Regions from separate parts of the Hordeum vulgare genome. Here regions 1 and 3 are each linked to region 2. Evidence: chromatin contacts called from public Hi-C data. All regions are on one chromosome and are shown on one strand. Each heading gives the region's core, a stretch centred on a gene start, on an enhancer-like site or on the middle of the called end of the contact. The rest is flanking DNA. Distances are from core to core; before and after follow the strand shown.

Region 1 (2,700 bases), core at 89-2,588, 170 kb after region 2:
TTCTATGTACATTTATTAGTTTATCACTAATGAAGTCAAATTGGTTTTTTTAAAGGTTCATTTTCTTGGTTTGTAGTTTACCTTTGTACATAGTCCTTGTATAAACCCCTTAATTCACTGTAAGCTCTTGAAGCTCTCACATTCAATTGAGGTATACAATTTAAGAGTTTGCCCCATGATTTTGAATTAGTCATTGTATCAATGGGTCAATTTGGTCACTACATGGGATTTTTTTATCGCATGTGTCGAAGTTAATTCCGGCAAATCCCTATATAATCCGATTGAAAAGAATATCTCTTGGAAACCAAATTTTGGTGGAAACTAGTGAGAACCACGCCGAAACGATAATTTTGAATTTTTTGTAAAAATCTCTAAATAATACGGGATGTAAATTTCGCAAGTTCAGTCACATTATCACTTACAACGTACGTTTGTTTTCTTCCAAAATCGGCATTGAATAGTTGCCCAACAATAAATATCTCTATTTATTGCTGAATTTGTTCTTTTCATAGCTTGTACAACGCAACTCTCCTGTCAGGTTTCAAGAAACATTATAACCTCTATTCCAGATGGCATACGTGATTAGCAATCTAGAGAGAGAGGGAGTTGATTGTAAATTTGTAATACTCCCTTCGTCTTAAAAAATTTGTCTTAGATTTGTTTAGATATGAATGTATCTAGTCACGTTTTAGTATTTTGATACATTCATTTCTAGAGAAACCTAAGACAAGAATTTTGGGATGGAGGAAATACAACATGCTTTATGTTTTTTCTAGAACTTGCATGGTTTATGTAGTACTCCTACTAGCCATAATTCAGAAATCAGGGAGCAAGTACTGAAGGGCAGGAGCACATGCCGTGTATGCTGCGGAGTGGTCAGACAGAGCAAGGGCAAGCTCCCAGCGAGCTTCCCGGCCCGGGCGAAGAGGAACAATTGATGTGAGGCCACACGATGGCCCCGCGCGCGTACGCGCGTACACTCAACGCTCAGGGGGGCCAGCGGCGGCGCCGGCGCCCCGGTCCAGCGGGCTCCAGCAGCAAGCAGCGGTTAACGGAGAAGGGCCCAGGCGTACTGTTCCTGTGCACTGGAGCCGTGGCCTCCTCCGTTGATGAGTGACCAGTTCCCGTTTTGTTTGTTGTAGCTTGTAACCGTCGCATCTGATGGTGCCGGCCGGACAAACCCCAGGCACCACCCATGTGCTTCATGTTAGCGTTAGGTTTGCCATTTCCGTTCCTGCAACCGGCCGGTAGTCGGTAGATCGACGGCACTACGTACGTCGAGCGGTCGCCGTCGCTGGTCGTTTTTGGTTGGTGCTGGCGACTGGCGTTGCAGGGGTGGCTTGGCTTAGATCTGATCGACCATGCATTATCGTGTTGTGCATCCAGCTAGCATGCGTGCCGGCCGGTGGGGGCTCGATCAATCATGCAAAATAATGCGTGCAGCTGGAGGACGGCGACGGATCCGTGGAGTTGCTAGCCGATTGGAGTGCAGTTCCCATCGGTTTGAATCAGTCGATAATCAATCAACCGGTCGTTGGCAGCATGCAGGCAGGTGCAGCAGAGCGGATGTCCTCCAACGCGACATGCCTTGTTCTCTTCCATTCTCCGGTGTGTGTGTATTATTGGACTATTGGATCAGCTGCCTGCATGTGTAGCCCGACGTCGTAATGTTTTTGTTTTGAGCTCGGTTTTGTTATATACTAACAAATATGCCCGAGCATTAGGAGAAAAATATATTTGATGCCTATAGCGATTCATTCTTGTTGTCTTCTCTTTTTAACATTGTCTTCTATGATGGTCAATCCCTTGGCGACGAGTTGGTCATAAATGAAATAGTTTACGTATAAATTGGTAGAGTAGATATATTACGACATAAAGTTAACCTTCGTCAGTCAAGTTAGTGCTCCCTCCGTCCCAAAATTCTTGTCTTAGCTTTGTCTAAAAATGGATGTATCTAAGTACTAAATTTGACTAGATACATTCGTATCTAAACAAATATCAGACAAGAATTTTGGGACGGAGGGAGTACTTATTACAACGAATATATTAGAAACATGCATGATCATTCTCCAAAAACTACTGTGGTAAACTAAAAGAAACCACACTTTTAATTAGCAAGGGATTTTAATCACTTTCATTACTACAACTCAGGTAGTGATTTTTAGTTTTTAGATAATTAAAAATGTGATATATATTGAGAATATAGTAACTTACGTCAAGAAAATAATTCTAGAAAACCATACACTTGCACACACCTTCGAACAACATTTTTTTTCCTATTCCTACTATACATCGCCTCGTACGTGTACACAATGTTTTTTTTTGATATGAAGGCAATTAGGCGTTGCTTTCATTGATAAAGGAGTGTGTTCGGTACATGGAAATCCAATACAGGGAAAGATAAAAATAGAAAGAAAATAGAGAATTGTGGTTCTGAAAGTTATTTACATAGTATAGTTTTGCTTGTTCGGAGGTTGTTGCTATTGGAAGAAATTCCCACATAGCTTGTTCTCTGTGAAACTTTGCAAGGCAATTACATGTTGTAACTGATGTCAGCGCTAACCATTCAACAAATTCGGTCTTGAATTCCTTTAGAGAGCCGCATGTGTTAAGTACTCCGGAAACATGCTTTTGCTTACACGATGATGAGTATACTCTATTATATCTATTAAAGTAGTGACAAACTGGTTACTGCAGACT
Region 2 (2,700 bases), core at 121-2,620:
TGGTGGGAGATGAGGCTGCCGAGAGGGCTCGGTCTATGGCCGATTTGCTGGCAGCGACGAAGGAAGTGGGCGCCGAGAGTGAAAGGCACGACGGGTGGGAGCGTTGGAGGAGTAGGAAAGAGGAGAATTGCCTTCGTGCCGCCGACTTGCGGGCCAGGAAGAAGAGAAGAGCGGGCGTCGCGCGCGACGGTCCTATTTCCACGCTGACGCAAATCCGATACAAATTTGAGCCTGAAATGGGTTACGGACGGACGAAAAGGTAAGTTGGCGCGTTGGTCGGTGTTTTTTATCCACGACGATCCAAAGAGAGGCGCATGGACGAAATGAATCGTCCGGTTAAAGTTGCTCTTAGAGCACAAAAAGAAAAAGATAAAAGATAAAAACCAAAAATCCTTTTACTCGAATCTTCTTAAAAGAGAAGGATGCACATGGTACCGAAACGCTAGATCAACGACGGGATCAGATGGCCAGTCTTCAGTTACCTTCACTGTTCAATCCGTTCAAACGACCGGGCAGGTGCGAGTACAATACAATTCAAAGTTGTATACAGTAGTGCTCCAGTATAGGTGCACATGTCCTAGAGCTACCACTCACTAGCCAATACAGTAGTCATTAAGACATGTTTAGTACATCATCATTATGAGTGGTACTTATACGGAGGAATCAGGGTTAGATCGGCACAATCAATCGGAACTAAATACCTGCTCGATCTATAGCTGCTACAACGCAGGACATGTTCCCCCTGAGCTGGTTAACGTTGACGGCCAAACTGGCTGCGTCCTGAAATTAGTAGTGCGAGGACACAACCGCCTCCCTCAAAGTCATGCTTAATTAGGGAGCGGGTACGTACGTGGACAGGTACTCGATCTGTATTATTCTACGTATATACGCTGTAGTATTAATCATCTTCCATTCATGTGCTGCACAACTGTCTCCCCAACGGCATTCCGGTCAGGGAATATATATCAGCGCCGCACATGATTTTTCTCTCTGCATGATTAATCCCCGGGAGAATATAGTGAGTACCGGTCGTACTACTGCGCTCTGCTTAATGTGATTACTAATCTATATGATTCGTACGTGATTAGGGCCGGCCGTTGTCGTCCCCTTATCTGTCTCCGGGGAGCGCCCATCGCCCATGTGCCAAAGTTCTGAATCATACGGCTCGTGCACTTTGGCACGTACAGAAGGGATTAATGAGTAAGTAACGCTGATGTTTGGGGTGATGAGGGGCGAATCTGCTTGTGAAACACAGGTTGGTTGATTGAAGAGATGAAACCAAAGGTGGCGAGGCAGCATGATGAGGGCGTGCTGCGGTGGCGCAGGGCGGTGATGATGGTGGAGGAGTCACCACACCACAGCAGCACCAGCATGGCATGGGGATCTGGGTGCGGGGTGAGGTCAGCTCAAGGGGGTGCGTCGTCACTCGGCTGGCACGTGAGAGAGGGACGGCGGATCCTCCAAAGCCGTCGGAGCAGTCATCCATCCATCCATCCATCCGTCGGCCCGCCCGCCTGCGCTCCGGCATTCATTGTCCCAGCGTATCTTTTGACGTACGCTGAACTCGAGGCGGCCATTGCTGGCTGCAATCACATCTGCATGCCTGCATCTCTGCCGCGATCTGCTTGTAGCTCGACTCCACGTCGATCCACCGGCTGCAGCTAGCTGAACCCGTCGACGTTCGTGCAGATATTTTCGCCTTCTGAATCTCCATTGCTGGAGCGCGTCGTTGCATTGGCTCGCATCTCATGTGTTTTTCGAGCATGATGTTCATTTGGTTCAGGCACTCTTGAGTACCGGCTGCCAGCCAGCTGAAACCTGAGAGTGCCATGGCCCGTCCGAGTCCGAGTCCGACCGTCCGGCAACGCCTGGTTTCCTTCACGCAGTGCTGCGAGTACCACATGCCATGCATGCATGCACATCGGCGCGGAACTGTGCTCCTCCGGCCGCGCGAACGGAACAAGCAAACCCATCCAAATTTCGCAATCACGCGCGCGCATGCAGGACACGCATGAGTTTTTCAAACAAGGACACCCCATGATTGCCCAAGCAAGAACAAGGACTATCCAACAACAACCACAAACCCTTCAGAGATCCCCTCCCTGAATCCGCATGGATGGATATGTCTGCGTGCCCCGGCCGGCCGGCCGGCCCTTGAGTGGGCGACGAACGAGACGCACATCGAGCATCCGTCGATGGCGGAAAAGATGGAGGAATAACGAGCCTTGGAGCTGATAAACAGTGGTGCTTGCCTGCCTGCCTGCATTGGCTCGTCAGTCAGTCAGTCGGATAAGTGCATCCATAGATGCACGATAGATCGACATGAGCATGAGCGGCGACGTGACACGGCCATGCTGCTCGTATGTTTAGCGGCCAATGATGGCTTGCTTTTGAACAGTTCCCCGATTAATTAACCACATGGCGCTAGCGTGCGTGCATGCACCGTGCATGTGGTGTGCTTACCACTGCGCGTAGGGAGACAGGGCCATGCATTTGCACGGCGCATACACATGCTGATGCATCTGGCTGCCCGATAATGGCTGCGTAGAAAACTAGCCACCAGCAGGCCAGGGATCGGCTGGACGTCTTACTATATATCCACACCAACAGTGTGGAGCTAGCACTGACGACCGGCCTCGTCTCACTCTCACGATCAGGAGGAGTGGAGCTACGTACATTTCGACCACTATATATATATAT
Region 3 (2,700 bases), core at 8-2,507, 230 kb after region 2:
ACCCCTCCCAACCCTAGCCGCCCCACTCCCTCCCCCTCCCTTCCTCGCCGCCACGTGAGGCAGCCACCGGGCAAGACCGGGGCGCCAAGGATCGTGGCGGCGGGGCCTTGGCTTGGCTGCCCTGCGTCTGCGTGGGGAACTCCGGATCTGGAGCGGCGGCTCCATGGATGAGGCACGACAAGCTAGCAGCCGTGGGGGCGGTGGATCTGGAGTCCGGGCCGTGCGGGCGGCGGGATCCGGTGGTCGTTGGCGGCCGGCGGCGGCTTCTGCGGTTGCCGGTGCGCGCGATCTGGCGCATCCCCTCCTCCCATGTTTGGCGTGCGGTCTAGCCTGGTCGGACCGCGCTTCCTTGGGTCGCCGGTTCTGTACATGAGGCACTGCTGGTGGCGGGGATCTAGTTCGGGCGAAATCCCTGGCTGACCATGGCCGGCCGCGTCGACGGCGACGCCTGAGGGCGTCGTTCCCCTCCTTGGAGGCGTCGGTATGGTGATCCCCTCACTTCCCCTTCCCCTAGGTCTCCTGGGCGAAAGCCCTAACTTTGTTGGGCGGCGGCAACGCTCACTGCGTCGTTCCCTTCTTGAAGGCGCTGCTTTGGGAACCCTGGGGTTGGGTGGCGCTTGTGGGTGGTGGGCGACGGCGGTGGTGCGGCCCTATCCTAGCATGGATCTCGGTCCGTTGCTTGGAGATGGACTCGCGTAGGTGGAGGTCGTCGTCTGGCGTCATGGTGGCGTCGATGGCGGAGGCACCTGCCAAGGCTGGCACCTCAATCTGCTTTGAAGATTTACCAGTGGAAGATGGTGGCGGTGACACATGTGTGTGCGTCAGACCGGTTTGTGCCCCTGACCCGGTATGTGGCTCGGTCGGGGCCTTCGGTTTTAGATGTTAGGCCTAGGTGAGAAGTCTGGGTATTTGGCTCAGCTTGCACCCCTTCATCATATGGATAGGAGTAACGGCAGATGTTGTCAAGATGGCGGATTCAGGCATATTGTTGCACTACTTTGTAAGGTCCTCGAAAATAATCAATAAAATGATCGCATGCATCTTCCGGATGCAGAGACCGGGGGTTATCCTCCTTTTCCAAAAAAAAAAAAGCTGCCCTTGTCCGATCCATTGACACCGATGGCTCCAAATCAGACATTGCCGACGAGGCCATATATATCTAGCGGAATGCCTCCAAGAAAAAAGTACAACACAGTGTACATTGCAAGGAGATTGTGCAATGATCTGCTGGGAATAGTCGACAGGAGATGTCTATTCTTGGCCACAAGATCCAGCACCAAAGGCCGTGTGGAAAAGGGGAGAGGTCGTTCAGTGCTGGTCCATGGTTTGGTAAGCGGCCGGGGTGACAATTTCATAGCAGATTCGTCCTTAGCAAGAGATGAGGATACGAAAAAATATCTCCTCTCATAGAAGCAAGTCCAAAGAGCTTTATTTGTCATTTAAATTCCTGTCTGTGTCTGAACATTTATACAATCGTCACTTTTGAGGTGTACTTAGGTAGGAATACTGCTATCTACCAGTATTATTTATTTTGTACGGATCCAAAATTTCAGTTTTTGCCTCCCATGTTCACAGAGTGCTTTGTACGGTTCAGCTTTTAAGGCCTACTGGCCCTTATAGTTATAGCACAGCCATTAAGTTTCGTGTAGTACGGTTCATTTCTCTTTTTCTGATTTCCTTCATTTTTTCTTTTACGTTTAATAATTCACAAATATTTTTAAATGTTCTAAATATGTATTTATTCCTTTGTTATTTTACAGTTTCCTGTTCTTTTTATTTTTTATTATTTTATTTTTCATGCAACGCATGAATATCTTTTTAGAAGATACATGACCAACTATTTTGAGAATCATGTTTTTGTTCAGAATGAACATCTACATTGAGACATATGAACATTCTTTTCTTATACAAGGACATCTAATATAAATACATGCCTTTTATTTCATCTTTGAAAAAATGTATACATGTAAAAAAAATCAAAACATCAACATCTACTTAATATGAAGATATATTTTCAAATTATAACTTTTGCAAGATACATGTACCTTTTAAAAAATACACAATGTGCAACATTTTTTCAAAGATCTTGGAGATTTTTTATGGATGTGCAACATTTTTATGTAACACATGAACATTGTTTCACTATGGTTTTTTGTACAAACACTGGTTATTGGGCCAAATCGAACTAGGCTGTTTACAAAACATTGTAGGCGAGCTGTGACTGCAGCTAGCATGCAGTATTTTGGAATGCCTACCTTTTTTCTCCTGGAGAGAAAGAAACACCCAAGCTTTATATTAATCAATGAACATAGAGTTTACACAGTCTGAGGGCTCCAAAAGCCACAAACGGCCCTGGATATCAAACTAAAAGGGTTTCTAGCATTAACATTAGAATATCTTTGTTCCAGACAGAAAAAGACATTTTTCGTCATCACTCTTTAAGTCTTCATCTATCAAATCTCTACGATCAACATAGCTATTACCCCTTACCATTCGTGTATGCTTCACATCATGGTTGCGCAATATGAGCATCGCCAGCGGACACCCTCCTTTCGCACGGGCATTACTTCGAGTCTTCGAGCCAACCCATTTACCGAAAAAGGCTTTCGCCCCGTTTTATATATAAAGAAACCATCAACAATATAACAATACAAACGCACGTCATCACAACACACGCACACACCCAAAGCAAGATACACA

What was found. A called contact is a pair of places that touch in the nucleus more often than the background predicts.
Region 1: a Hi-C map of leaf shows a contact between it and region 2, with 3 times the contacts expected there. The contact joins two enhancer-like sites. A contact is called at or near these places in 2 of 6 Hi-C or Micro-C datasets (leaf and seedling).
Region 3: a Hi-C map of leaf shows a contact between it and region 2, with 5 times the contacts expected there. The contact joins two enhancer-like sites. A contact is called at or near these places in 2 of 6 Hi-C or Micro-C datasets (leaf and seedling).

Annotation. Positions count from the first base shown.
Region 1 is chr2H:31,176,198-31,178,897 of MorexV3_pseudomolecules_assembly, forward strand. No RefSeq gene overlaps it. Among protein-coding and RNA genes, the nearest start is that of LOC123424640, 75 kb to the right of the region's middle. Within about 2 kb of position 1,339, at least 3 of the 3 cell types and tissues checked have open chromatin away from gene starts, as enhancers often do. A contact at or near this core is called in leaf and seedling, where this site is marked.
Region 2 is chr2H:31,004,236-31,006,935 of MorexV3_pseudomolecules_assembly, forward strand. No RefSeq gene overlaps it. Among protein-coding and RNA genes, the nearest start is that of LOC123424639, 34 kb to the left of the region's middle. Within about 2 kb of position 1,371, at least 3 of the 3 cell types and tissues checked have open chromatin away from gene starts, as enhancers often do. A contact at or near this core is called in leaf and seedling, where this site is marked.
Region 3 is chr2H:31,234,109-31,236,808 of MorexV3_pseudomolecules_assembly, forward strand. No RefSeq gene overlaps it. Among protein-coding and RNA genes, the nearest start is that of LOC123424640, 17 kb to the right of the region's middle. Within about 2 kb of position 1,258, at least 2 of the 3 cell types and tissues checked have open chromatin away from gene starts, as enhancers often do. A contact at or near this core is called in leaf, where this site is marked.